Regions from separate parts of the Mus musculus genome. Here region 1 is linked to region 2. The links are chromatin contacts, called in public Hi-C maps. All regions are on one chromosome and are shown on one strand. Each heading gives the region's core, a stretch centred on a gene start, on an enhancer-like site or on the middle of the called end of the contact. The rest is flanking DNA. Distances are from core to core; before and after follow the strand shown.

Evidence for each region. A called contact is a pair of places that touch in the nucleus more often than the background predicts.
Region 1: a contact with region 2 is called in a Hi-C map of rod photoreceptor, with 3 times the contacts expected there. The contact joins two enhancer-like sites.

What each region holds. Positions count from the first base shown.
Region 1 is chr2:38,569,404-38,576,653 of GRCm38.p6, forward strand. It overlaps Nek6 (NIMA (never in mitosis gene a)-related expressed kinase 6), which reads left to right. Exons shown (of 10, transcript NM_021606.3): 7 at 225-332. Among named protein-coding and RNA genes, the nearest start is that of Gm35808, 40 kb to the left of the region's middle. Within about 2 kb of position 2,713, at least 16 of the 459 cell types and tissues checked have an H3K27ac peak or open chromatin away from gene starts, as enhancers often do. A contact at or near this core is called in rod photoreceptor, where this site is marked.
Region 2 is chr2:37,584,096-37,590,477 of GRCm38.p6, forward strand. It overlaps Strbp (spermatid perinuclear RNA binding protein), which reads right to left. Exons shown (of 18, transcript NM_001379315.1): 17 at 2,415-2,459; 18 at 1-11. Among named protein-coding and RNA genes, the nearest start is that of Gpr21, 71 kb to the left of the region's middle. Within about 2 kb of position 2,591, at least 5 of the 459 cell types and tissues checked have an H3K27ac peak or open chromatin away from gene starts, as enhancers often do. A contact at or near this core is called in rod photoreceptor, where this site is marked.

The DNA.
Region 1 (7,250 bases), core at 1,463-3,962, 990 kb after region 2:
TTACTGACTGTCAGACAGTGTCTCCCGTGCGGTGACGCTCGTCTGGCACAGGGGAGGCAGCTGTACAAAAGGAGACAGTAGTATAGAAGTCTCTGCTCCCCACTCACAGCCAACCTGTGACATGGGGGAGGGGGATAGTCATGTTACAGATGAAGTAAATGAGCCTCCTCCCATCCCTTCTAAGCCTGCTCTCCCCACACCAACCCTGTGTCCTTGCCCTGCAGACATCAAGCCCGCCAACGTGTTCATCACAGCTACGGGCATTGTGAAGCTTGGTGACCTCGGCCTGGGCCGCTTCTTCAGCTCGGAGACCACTGCGGCCCACTCACTAGGTAAGAGGCCTATGTCCCACCTACCCGCAGCCCCTGTAGGCCTGGGTGACCCAGCCGGAAGGGCATCCATTCTCCTGGAACTATTTGTAGTGTGTGGGAAGATCTTTTTTGAGTCTTAAGAGTTCACCCTTGCTTTGGGATAGATCCAAAGTAGAGGAAACTGAGGCCCAGAGGGGCCACTGCAGGGGGGAAGGGGGATCTCCCCATATCCCCAAGTCATCTCTCTAGTACTTCCTGGAAGGCCAACAGACCCTGTCATATAGAATGGACTGCATCTGCCTGGCTTGTGGTCCTTTTGCTGTGCCCAATTGGCCCTGTGACCTACTCCCCAGGTAGATCTGCTTGTAAGACTGAAGAGGCAGTCTTGGGGGCTGGGGCTGGGTGGTTGGATTGTGGAGGAAGAACATCTGGGAAGGCCCCCGAGAAGGAGCCATGTCCAGTTGTGGGAGCTGTGCATGAGCTTGGGGTGATGCCAATAAGCAGGTGTTGGAGAATGGGTACAGGCCTTGATGTCCCTGTTGGGAGTGTGAAGAGGGGCTTCAGGTTAGGTGGGGCTGTGTGGGCTTCGGAGTGTGTGCCGGAGTGTGTGCCGGAGTGTGTGCCGGAGTGATGAAGATGGAGCTGCTGCTCTTTAATTAGTTTAATGGAGCCAGCATAACCACAGAGACAGCAGGGTTTCACCAGGAATCCATGAGAGGCCGGGGTCTCCCAGCTTCTCCCAACATCTCTCAGGGATCACTAGGGGAGACAGAGGAGACCCGGAGCCAGCCTGTGACCTGTGGCCACCTCCCAGGGAAAAAAAAAAAAAAAAACCTCTGGCTCTACTCATTTCCATGCCACCCCACAGCTCCAGTCTGGGTGTCTCCCATCACCACACAACTGGGTGCCTGTAGCCAGCCATGAGCCATCAGCAGCTTCTGGTGGCAGCATGGGTGCTCTGTGGGGAACTCTCCTCTGGAAACTGTCACCGTTCATTCAGGTCATGGTGGCTCAGACTCAAGGCACGCACTTGTGAGATGTGAGCCAGCTGGTTGCAGGAGTGTGACGAGGCCTGGGCCTCCACTCAGCCCTGGGAATACCTGGGCTGGCCTCTCCCTCGACTCCTGTGGTCCTCAGGCCCCTAGGAAAGGCTTTGTAGGGCCATACCCAAGGACCTGAGGATGCTCTGTCGCATCTCCACTGGCCTTCAGGGTACACAGGATCTAGACACTGGAACTCAGGAAGTTGGTCTATTTCAAGGTCACACAGTGTCCAATCCACATGCTGACCTCTCCTGTGTAGTGCCTACTTCTTCATGAGGTCAGGGCCAGGAGTCTCCTTCGGGGATTCCCCAGTTACTGACTCTGACGAGAAGGAAGCCTCAGTTTCCCAGTCTGTTCCAACCTGTTTACTGAGGTAGGATGCTTTTTCTTTGTGGTGTTGGTGACAGAACCCAGGGCCTCCTACAGGCTAGGCAGGTACAAGCTCTCTACCCCTAATAAATGTTCCTCAGCCCCTGTCTGGCTAAAGAGTTTCGAAAAGGTCGGAACTCGGAGGGAAGCTGTCAGAGAAGAGCCTAGGCACTGCCTCCTGGGCCTGTCAGTCAGGCCCAAGCCCCACTCTGTCCTGTCTTGGAGAAGATGGCTGCAGTGGCTAGTCAGAGCTGGTTAAGATCGCCTTGTTAGGGATGACAGAGACCCGGCTCCTCTGACAGTGTGATTTTATCTGCTCGGACTACTGCACTTATTACATTAATGAGAAGGAACTGGGACTTGGAGGAGGCTACCCTCACGTGCCAGGCACCTCCTGAGGCCTCCTGAGCGTAGACCCTGTGTGATGGGTGCAGGTTACCTCCCAGGTCCAGCCCTGCTTCAGGCCATGGGCACCAGACTCCAGGAGGCACCATGGAGCTAAGGGTGCTCCACCAACCTGCGCTTGCCAAACCAGCTCTGGCAGCTGAGGCCTGTCCTCTGTGCCTACCGTGGAGGTTGACAGTCAGACCCATAACCTGGGACCAGAAGTCTCCAAGCTCCAGGAGAAAGCACCCTTTTACTACCAGTTCTGTATACAGCTAAGTGCACACAAGTCTAGTTGGGCAAGAAAAGGAGTTAATTGCTATCACACCATAACACAGGAAGGATGTAGGGGCCCTTCACACCCTGTGTGTGACTATGAATTATTCATCTTCTGCATCTAATGTGCACCTACTATGTGGGGATGCTGGGGCAGTTAGTCACATTGTCCTGGCAACCTCCTCATCTACTAAAGCTGCTGACCCGGAGCCGGGCTTATGCAAATCCCTTCTCTGCCTTCCCTCCCTGGCCCCTCCTTATGCTTGTATTTGCTAACAGGAGGCTGGCATGAAAGGGCATTAGTCAGTGCCATGGTCGGGCTGACAGGTGCGGTACCCAGCGGTGGCAGAGTGGCTGCCTCGGTGTCAGGAATAGGAGCCGTAATTAGAGCTCGGAACAGAATGAGCGTCAGACGAATTACCAGGCAGCAGATCATATTTGTCAGGAAGGATTGCATACATAAAAATTAAGTGACAGTACACGCCGGCATAATGAAAGAAAAATGAAAGATTTGCCTATACACAGCTCACAAGCTACAAGCAAGTGTCTCGCTCCAAGCAACGGCAGCAGCTTCGAGACAAATGGTGGGTCTGGAGAGCAGGAACGCAGGCCTTGCGCTTGGCAGCGGTGACAGTGGTGACAAGGCGCCTCGGGCTGAGACTGGACGGGGCAGGAAGGGAGGTTGCTCATACCCAAGCCCCTTGTGGGGATGCCTGGTCTCTCTGGGATTGGGCAAACAGAGCCCATTGAGGATAACCCCGTAAGAGACAAGCAGTCAAGGGGGACGGCCTGGCTTGGCCCTGTGCCATGCTGGGATGTGTGACCCAGCAGGCTTCCCTGCCCTCAAGGGGCCACAGACTGACAGAGGTGAGCTGGTTAGAGGATGGGTGGATCGCTTTCCCAAAAGCCAGAGTGTGCATGCAGATGTCGACTGAGGGAGTCTAAATTCCAACTGGAAGGTCACAGTGTCACCCAGGATCTGCAGCCACCCTGTACTTAAGTGTCCACTCGTTCACTATAGGGACAAATCAGAAGAAGGTGGGGCTTTAAAAATATTTAAGAAACATTTTGCTTTTCTAAGATGGCGTCACACCCAGGACTTTCATCTCGTTTGGCTGAGAAGGAGACTGAGGCTGAGAGAAGGGAGCCCACATCAGCATGAGGGCAAGAGATCACCCATATCCAGGTGGCCTTCAAAAGAGCCACCAGCCTACAGTGTGGCAGTGGGCTTGGGTCGTGGGTAGCCAGAAGACAGGTGGGGAGAGGGTCCTACCAAGCTGTCTGGTACAGGGTCACCTGGTGGGGAGTAGAACTCTCCTTGCCATATGCCAGTGCTACCATGTGTGTGACCCTGCTGTGCGTGACCACAACGTGTCACACATTTTTTAGAGAGACAGACATCTCTAGGGATGAGCCCTCATTAGTGAGAATTCATCATGGACCAAACTGCGTTCTGATCCTCGCTTTCCATTGTCCAGATGGGAGAACCAGCTGCCAAGCATGAGGTCTCACTGATGAGGAACCAAGAACGAAACATCTTGGCCTTTGGCTAGAGAGTGGTCAGAGCAGGTCACACACACAGCTCTGCCTGCCATCCATGCTGGAGCCCAGGCTTCGGCCCCACCCCGTGGACGATGCCACAGTGGGTTTTCAAGGTGTGTGACAGAAGCACCACCTGGGGAAGGGCAGCTTGCAGAGACACCAGACTCTTATGTGAAGTCTGCCTTTTTCATGTCTAATGTTTCAGACAGGTGAGCCGGGTCACTTGTGTGTTTTGACAAGAGTCATGCGTGTTGTGGGAGGACTCTTTGGTTGGCCTTCCACTTTGAGGCCCATGGTCTGTGGCTTCTGCCAGTTTTGCAATCCTCGTTTCTGGGATAAAGACCTGGGTAGGCCATGCTGGGTGACTCCTCTTTCTTCTGCACTGCCTGACCCCCTGCCCTGAGGAGGGACTTAGACCAGGCAGGGCCAGCTCTGTGCACCTGTGAAACTGCTTGGTGCAAGATGGACAGTGTCTGCTGGATTGGAACCACTGTCCAGGAGATACCCCCTCCTGCCAGTTTCTCTCCAGGTTCCCCCAAATCACCATCCGTGGGGTCTGGAGGCCTCCTCTAATGGCCTGCTGCAAGCCCAGGTTTCTCTGAAGTCTGTTGTTCAGTCCGTTATACACAGTGATGTGTTATGTTCCGTTGTGTTTGTCGTCAGTAGAAAATCCGGGTAAAGTGGCATAGCTGGAGGATGTGCTGTGCTCCCCAGCTTCAGACTCTCCCACAAAAAGTTGTACAAGCCCCACCTCCATAGTACACCACCTTTAAGAGTCACAGACTGAGGAAGCCTGGGTCAGGGGACCAGAGGGTACAGTGCCCTCCAAAATGGGCCAGCCTGTCCTCAGCCGTACTTCATGATTCATTCTCAGGTGAAGCAGAGAGGCGAGTAAGGCATGACTGCTCCTCTCAGGCAGCAGTAATGTGCTTCCAGAAGCTTTCCAGAGAGACAAGAGGCCAGACTCCAGGCCCAGATAGTGCTGCTTGACTGGCCCTTCACTAGAACCAACCCTTCCTGGTGGCTATGCCAGGGTCTCTGCCTAGTAAAGGCCGGTCCTGACTCATGATTAGCTCGCCCCTGCTGGACACACCCTGGGATGGGCAACTCTCACCTGAGAATCCACCCAGAATAGGGTCAGCTTGGGGCCACCACAGCTCCTCCAACACTTCGTAGAGAAAAGCAGGGAGGAGGGTATAGGGACAGACAGATGGATGTGTGGGTGGGCTCTGATAAGCAGGTCACAGATGAATGGATAGTCAAGGGCAGACAAGTGGATGGATGACATGTAGAAGGCATCTTGGAATAAAGTTCCTCTCTGGGCATGGTGTATACATCTGTAATTCCTGCACAAGAGGCAGAGGCAGGAGAGCCATAAGTTCAGGGTCAGCCTGGGCTGCCTAGTGAGAAGCTATGTCACAAATCAAGGGCTGGAAGTAATAGGTCAGGGATAGAGCACCATGAAGTCCTGATTCCAACACCCACACTGCAACAAAACAGGAAGTGAAAGCTGCAGGTAGAGTCTCTTGAGCTCAAGGCCAGATTGTTCTGCATAGAGGATTTCAGGTCAGCCAAGGCTACACAGTAGACCATGTTTACAAAAAAGAATGAGGTAGAAGTGCAGCAAGAGGTAAGAGGAAGTGAGCGCCTCTCCTGCAGCATGCCTGGCTTTCACTGCAGGCTGCAAGGACCTGCTTTAGAGCTAAACAGAGCAGGAAGGTGGCGGCCAGCCTTGCTGGAGCTCCCAGTGGAACAGAGCTCAGAGGTGAATAGACAGCAGCTAGAACTGGTTTGGGGAGGTGGACTTAGACAGGCACAAGACACTGGAACCCCCTCACCTTAAGACAGGTCTGGCCCAGGCTTCCTGCAGATCACCTCACCCTAGAGTCCCTCCTGCCCAGACCTGGGGACAAAAGGAGGCCAGAACAAGTCGGGAGAGCCAGAGGCAGCCAGTGGGGCCTTACAGTTTTGGTGCAGTCTTGCTGGGACACAACTTCAGACCTCTGGCTCCTGGTCAGCCCCATACTGCCATCTTTTTATTATGGGTACCTCCAATTGTAGCACCTGGGTGCTCAGGCCCAGTGATGCTTGTCCCACTACTGACCAAGATCTGTGGTTTGGGCTGTAATGCCTTTATAGCTTAACACCTGGCCATTGGTTTGGTTTTGTGTTCTCATGGCTGGGGTGCACAAGTGTTTATTCATGATATCCCACTTGATCTCATTAGGGTCACCCAGAGCTGCACGTGTTAGCTGTCAGCCCTTTTCCTCAGGAGCCACCAGCCCCTGATTCCAAACATAAGAGTATGCATACAGGATAGGAGATCAAATTTACAACCGTGTCCTTGAGTGATGGCTACCACTGTGATAAAGCAACAGTCATGGTCAGACACGTGAGACCATGGGGACCGTGGCTCTCAGACCATTGTCTGTTGAATAACTGGAACATTAGACTGCAAAGAAGAGCGAAAACACATGCACAGCCAGCTATATAACATACCCATGATCCCCTTGACTACTGCTGTGGACCAGAGCTGTCCTGTCAGGAGGCACAGCCCAGAGAAGTTTATGCCCCCTACCCCCACCCCCACTCCCGCTCTAGAGCAAAACAGGTTTTATAACACTTCCTAAAGACCCCATCATCTCCCAGTTATACCATCAGCTAGGGACTTAGCGTGTAGTTTTGGGGGATGTTTCAGACTCAAACCATCTTGGTAGGCATCAGTCCATGGCAGGCAGGCCTTGAGGTGGTTTTCTCTGTCCCTATGTATCAGTTACTTTCTTATTGCTGTGATAAAATACCATGACCAAGGCATCTTGCAGAAGAAAAAGGCTTGCTCTGGCTCAGAATTCCACAGGGAGAGTCTATAATGGGAAGCATGGAAGCTGTTGGCTAGTTTTATGTCAACGTGACACAAACTAGAGCCATCAGAGTCCTGGGAGCCTCAACTGAGAAAATGCTTCAATAAGATCAGGCTGTAGGCAGGTCTGTAAGGCATTTTCTTAATTAGTGATTGACGTGGGAGGGCCCAGCCCACTGGGGGTGGTGCTATCCCTGGGCTGGTGGTCCTGGGTTCTATAAGAAAGAGGCCCTCCATGGCCTCTGCATCAGCTCCTGCCTCCAGGTTCCAGCCCCAATGAGTTTCTGTCCTGATTTCCTTCAGTGGGGGACACTGTTGTGGAAGTATACGCCAAATAAACCTTTTCCTCCCTAGTTTGTTTTGGTCATGGTGTCTCTTCACAGTAACAGAACAGTGACTAAGATAGAAGCAGACAGCCAGAGCGGGAACTGAGAGTATGATGAGGCTGTAAACTCTTAGACCATG
Region 2 (6,382 bases), core at 1,341-3,840:
CTTGGGCAAACCTACAGAGAAAAGAAACGGAGAGGACTCCAATAAAAATTTCAGGTTAAAAATTCTTACAGTAATTATCATTAACCATTTCCAGATTAGTCAGTCCACTTCATACCATTTTGGAAGAGGCCCACAAATCTCTCACAAATCAATTGCTCTTCTATCTTGATACATAATGTTTTCTGCTCTAAAATAAAAAGCCTGTATTATAGAATGACACTCAGAATGACATCTGAGTGAGCAGGCATGAATTCTAAAGATGTAAAGCAATGGTAGTGATTAACATTTTTGTCCTAAAGTGACTCAAGAAATACATATGGCACATGACATTTTAAAGGAAAAAATATGTCAAGATATAAGGTTTTCTGTGTGGGCCTCAACTCCCAGAAAGACAGCTTCAATCAAGGCACCACCAGGTATTTGTCATCTCAGTGGCTACCATTAATTTGGCATGGCAAATCTGGAAAGATTAATTGTTTACTTAATTTGTAATTAATACGTTCTTGTGGCCTCACAAACTCCTGCATACTAAGGAGGATTTGAAATCTGCCCCTGCCTTTATGCTGATGTTTACCCTAGGAGAAATCACAAAGCAGCAACAGCAGGTATTCAAGAGCACCAGATGATCAGAGGGAGATAACCCCACATGCAACAGCTTTACAAAGGCCAAAAGACATATTTACCTTACAGCCAAAATAAAGCATTGTTTTAGTAGATTTGCATCACAGTAACATTTAAAAACCCAATCTTTTATGTGAAAAATGGGGCATCAAATTACACCAGCTTTGGAAGTCAGTATATGGCACATGGAAGAGAGGCGCCTTCTGAGGCTCAGAAGCCACAGGGTGAAAGAATGTTAAGGAAGGACCAGAAAAGAAAAATTAAAAAGACTTGAGGAAAACATGGATGTAACTGAAGAGTCTAAAACCCAAATTTTTTAAAGAAAGTCTCTAGCAATGCTTTAGTAGAATTCATCTTGTTATTTTGTGACTGGCACACAGACTCAGGTATAGCAAGTAAGTCAAGTGTGCTACGCCTAGGTTAATCAGCTGGCCCCAATTTGTCAGGATGAGGTGTTCAGGACATTAAGAAGCTGGAGAAAGGGCAAATGCCAATGGTCAAAACAAAAAGAGCCAGTCTGAATTCAGAAGGAAATATAGATAAAAACAAATACTAATCCTGAACTCCCACATCTGTGATTCCTATAGTTCAGAATATGGAGAAGCCTGGGTCACATGAGTGGGCGAGGGATACAACCAGGCAAAGGACTTAAATCTGGGCTCTGCATTTTGCCCAAACAAAACTTCTTGAACACATTTGAACCTTGCCAAACTATTCAAATTCTACACTTCAGTATAGCAATGTCTTAAGGACCTATAATTGTCATCAAAATAAAAATGGTAAAGCTGATGTGTGAAGAGGAAAAGGCACAATGTGAAGGCTCATGTAGAGGATCCATGCCACAAACAGCAATGCATGAAGGACCTTTGCCTTCCGTGTGCATGCACACCTGGTTGGGCTGTGTGGACAGACAGACAGACACACGCTCACACACACACCCTTTGCTCTCTTTCTCAGTGACAAGCATCCTATAGATGATGGCTGATTCCGTAACATAGAGCACCTGAGTTACAAAAAATGTCTAAGAGCATATCACTGACTCCAAACCTACTGCCTCCATTGCCACATAAACCTCATTCAAAAGTTATCCAAAGGGCCATTAGGATTCATTCACATATCTGCTGGTATTTTTTATTTTGACAAAAAAACTAACCAACCAACCAACCAAAAAAAAAAAAAAAAAAAAAAAAAAAAACCAAGCAATAGGCCTAGGATTTTCTAGCATCAGCTACTAACTTTCTGCAAAAAACTGACTTTCTGCAAAAAAACAGGTAACATTGGCAATGAAACCCATTATCTCTGTGGGACTAATGACATCTATCTATTCCCAAAGCAAAAGGTATAGCAAAGACTAATGGGTACAAATTTGAAATGATGACTTTGTTTTCTTGACTCAAATCACCCACATTCATAAAGTTCTATACACAAACTAACAATGTGGCCATGTAACTGGCAGGTGGTTGGGCTAGAAACTGGAGTGTGGCCCTTCAGTAGCCTTTGAATGGAGTATAGGCTGGCTGTAAGAATAATTACTTCAAATATATAATTTCAATATGGTCAGAAACAGGCAATAAGAACAAGCAGTTCTCCAATCAGGCAAAGCAGAGAGAAGAGCAACTTCGACCAAACCAAGAACCACAAGGTTGTGGCATTTTCAGAGGGAATTTAAGTTGGGCCCCTTGAATGATCAGATCTGAGATCCTCGAACATGTTTACTGAAACTCTGGGTACAATGTTTTGAGTTGCTGTGACAAATTTGCTAAGAGGAGGAATCAGTAAGGAAGTGTACATACCATATGCAGGGGCAGCTGTGCTGTAACCATATGGGGTTCCGTAACCTGGTGTAAAGAAGAGGGCAGCAATCAGTCCAGGCCCAATTGTCAAACACAACCTGGAGACCTGCAGACTCTGGAAGGCTAATAACACACTACAGAGTAGTCCTAGTCCTGCTTAGTTGCAGAAGCCTCCTCACACTGTGACCTACACAGATCTTCTTAACTTACTTATCCTCCCCATCTGCTCTTGTTCATCTGTGTTCTCTCCTCTCTCCCTTTTCTTTCTCCTCCCTTTCTTCTTTTATTCCTCCTCCATCTGTACTTCTACGCTGTACTATAATTTATGTACTTGTCTCTATGCCCCACTAAAGTGGCAGACATCAAATTTTATCTTTGCATCACCTATACCTAACATAATAAACAACTGTTAACCAAAATAATACTTAGAACCATTGCAATTACCAATTTCCTAAAAATGGAGCACAGGACTTCCCATGGCTCCTTTTAGAAAACAATGCCAGAGCATGCTGTAGCCTGAAATGCCGCTAAAGAGAATGCATGGGTCAGGTCATTAGCCCAGTGATAAGGGACATTACTTAAAGCATCTGAACACCAAGTCCTAACACAAAGTCTCTCCCTGAAAGTTGGTAACTTGATAGATCAGTTTCTCTTAGATATGTGTGTGTTTGTGTGTGTGTGTGTGTGTATTATAAGTAAAAACTACTAATAAGAACACAAATGTTTTTGAATTAGTTAATTCTCACAGTAATTGCTCACATATCCTTATACAAAAGAGCACCTAATTTGCCATATTCCCATCTTTTCAATTGGTAAACCCAGGCTTCTTTATAGTGTTCCAGTAAAGTTGTTTGTTTGTTTTTCGAGACAGGGTTTCTTTGTATAGCCCTGGCTGACCTGGAACTCACTTTGTAGACCAGGCTGGCCTCAAACTCAGAAATCCGCCTGCCTCTGCCTCCCGGGTGCTGGGATTAAAGGCGTGCACCACCATGCCTGGCTGTTCTGGTAAGGTTTAGCTACACCATGTTAACAAAAACTGTAATTTTCTGGGGTCTTTCTGGGCAAACAACCTAAAATTATATAAATATGAAATGGTTTGGCCAAGTTCCAGGGGAAACACTGTAACTTGTCTCTTAACTATGACAAAGTGCACAACAGTAATCCAAGCACCACAAATGCTGAGGCAGAAGGATCCAAGTTTGAAGCCAGGTTACGTAGGCTTCATGCAGTAAGGTTCCAGGGCATCTTAGACTATAAATCCCGTCTGAAAATAATATACAGAAACAAAGCAGCCTGGGTGTGGTGGCTCAAACCTTAAATATCAGAGTTGGGAGGCAGAGGCAGGTGGATCTCTGTATATACAAGGTCTATAACCTAACAAATTCCAGGTCAGCTAGGGCTATACTAAGATCCTGACTAAAGGTACAATACCTCATTAACACTACATAAATACTTACTGAAATCTAGATTTTTTTTTTTTTTTAATCTCAACTGTTTGTTCTGGAACTATTTATGTTTATGCTGATCAGAACAGCTTATCATTGAGACTAGAATCAAGTATCAACTCCCCAGGACTACTACCTCCTCTTTTTCCCTATATTGCATCATGCTCAGTCAAACATCAGTTCCTTGCCTCATCTGACCCTGAGCATTCACTGGGCCACAGGTTAGCTCTTAGTCACCTTTGCTCAGTTTTTATAAAGCACTAAAGTGTATGACAGAGAGATGACCACTTTTCACTTTGCACTACATTTAAACTATTTAACTGGGGACTCAATCACAGTCCATACTAAAACTGTAGATTTCAAAAGGATACAGCAATAGCTAAGATAAACATAAGGAAAAGCAGAGAGTAGCAGAGGGCAAAATAAAACTTTGTGTTTTCATATTTTATAAATGTATTCCAGGGAATGAAAGCTATTTCCTTAAGCTACAATGTCAAAAATTTTAATAAAACCTCCTGAAAGAAATGAAACTACTAGTTAAGTTGGCCATTGATCAGGTCACTAAGATTCTCTGAGCCTCAGTGTTATACACAGCAGCTAAATAGACAAGAAAGTTAAAGTATATATAAAACACCTATGCCAGTCCCCAAAACAAATGACAGAAATTCATTCAAGATCTAGATTAACATAAAGTTAATTTTTTGTCCAATAAAAGAATTATTTTCTTTTTGGTCTGGTTAATTTTTTTTAAAGCTTCAGAAGACAGGCCTTGTACAGAGGTCAAAGTAATGGTTTAAGACAAAAGCCCTTTATGAACAGAAGCTGACAATAAGGATACACACATAATCCCTCTCATCACTATACTAAACATAGCTCCATAACCCTGAGGCAGGAAGCAAATAACAGAAGATCTGGCAATGGTAGATTGTTACCAGACTTGAGCCCCAAAGGAACACACTACCAAAACACAGGCTCATCTCAATAACCATTCCCAAATAAGTCTAAAGCTATTAATTTTCAATAAAGAAAGTATAGAAAAGTATCTTAATGTTAGACACAAAATGAATTAAAAAAAAATCCATGCCTATTTCCTTTCACACATATTTTAGTATTCCTTATTCCCATGAAAAAGCACAATTGAACCCCTAGTTCATCTAGCTGAAAGCCATGACAGCATCCTTCAAACTTTTTACTCTTCAGTCTAAATACTTCATCTATGAACAATGCTGCTTTCAATAATTTGTTCACATCTTTTTATCCATCTACCAGTTTCCACCACAGTAACACATCTACCACAGCCTTCAAAGCTTGTGCCATTATGCCCATTATGTCATTGCATCTCCTCTTTGCCCTATAGGAGGAGGAATATTTATAAATAACATCTGATTTTGCTGTTCGCTCCTTCAAACCCCTGATGACTTTCCACTGTACTTAAGATCTGAAGACAAAATCCAAACCATGGATCAGAATCTAAGTAACTTCATATGGAAAATAAAGAACGCAAACTGTATACAGCACTCTTTTCTGAGATGTTCAGGGCTTCCTGACATTTAGGAAATTTCCAGAAATTGTGCTAGCATTCAATAAACTTGCCTATGAAAGGGTCTCAATTCTCGATCAGAAAGCCTATAACAATAGTGGGTCTCTACACATGGAGTTTGTTCTTTCATGCCAGCCTTCTTGGTGAATTCCTACTAACTCTCCACAATGCACTCCAGTGTCAATTCTTCAGGGAAGCCTTCATGGACCAGGTAGGTCTTTTACGTTCCCATAATACTATGTTCATTATCCTCCTCAGACTTTCCCAGTTTTAAGTTTGGTTACTTTCTTACCATGCCTCACCTTCCACAATGTAAGCTCAACAAGAGTAAAATCTATATCTGGTGTCTTATAAAGCAAGAAAACTCTGTGTAAGACATTTCATCCAGGGATGCAAAAACACAGTGAACTAGTAATTCCAAAGTAGTATTATTCATCATACTTCCCAAATGTCAACAACATGCACAGTGAAGCAATTCTAAGGGCGATCTTAGACTAGGAAAAACAAAAAGGCCAATAGCTTTAGCAATGCTATTACCTGCGTCGAAGTCCTTACTCTGCTGCTTGTTTCACCCAGACCTGTCTGCCTTACCTGTAAACTAACTTCCACCGAAGGAAACATAGAGGGTGAACAAGTAAAGTAACTTATATGGAAACACTTGGAATATAACAGGCTCTAAGTAAGTTGTGTCTACCCTGTAACCCCTAACAAACACACACACACACACACACACACACACACACACACACACCCCTCTTTTTTGTTTTGTGTTTCTTTCCTTTGACTATTCTCAAATACTGAATTTCATAAATGCTAATTTATAAGTCAGGATTCATCTCTATTAAAAAACTCGGAACTCCATAGCAATTCTGGTATGGTATCCTCACAGAACACACTCCATTCTACTGCCCAAACACCATAATTTGTAGAACAGGTTTTTAGATTCTCCTGTCAAAATATATTCCTATACCCAAGGTCAGCCA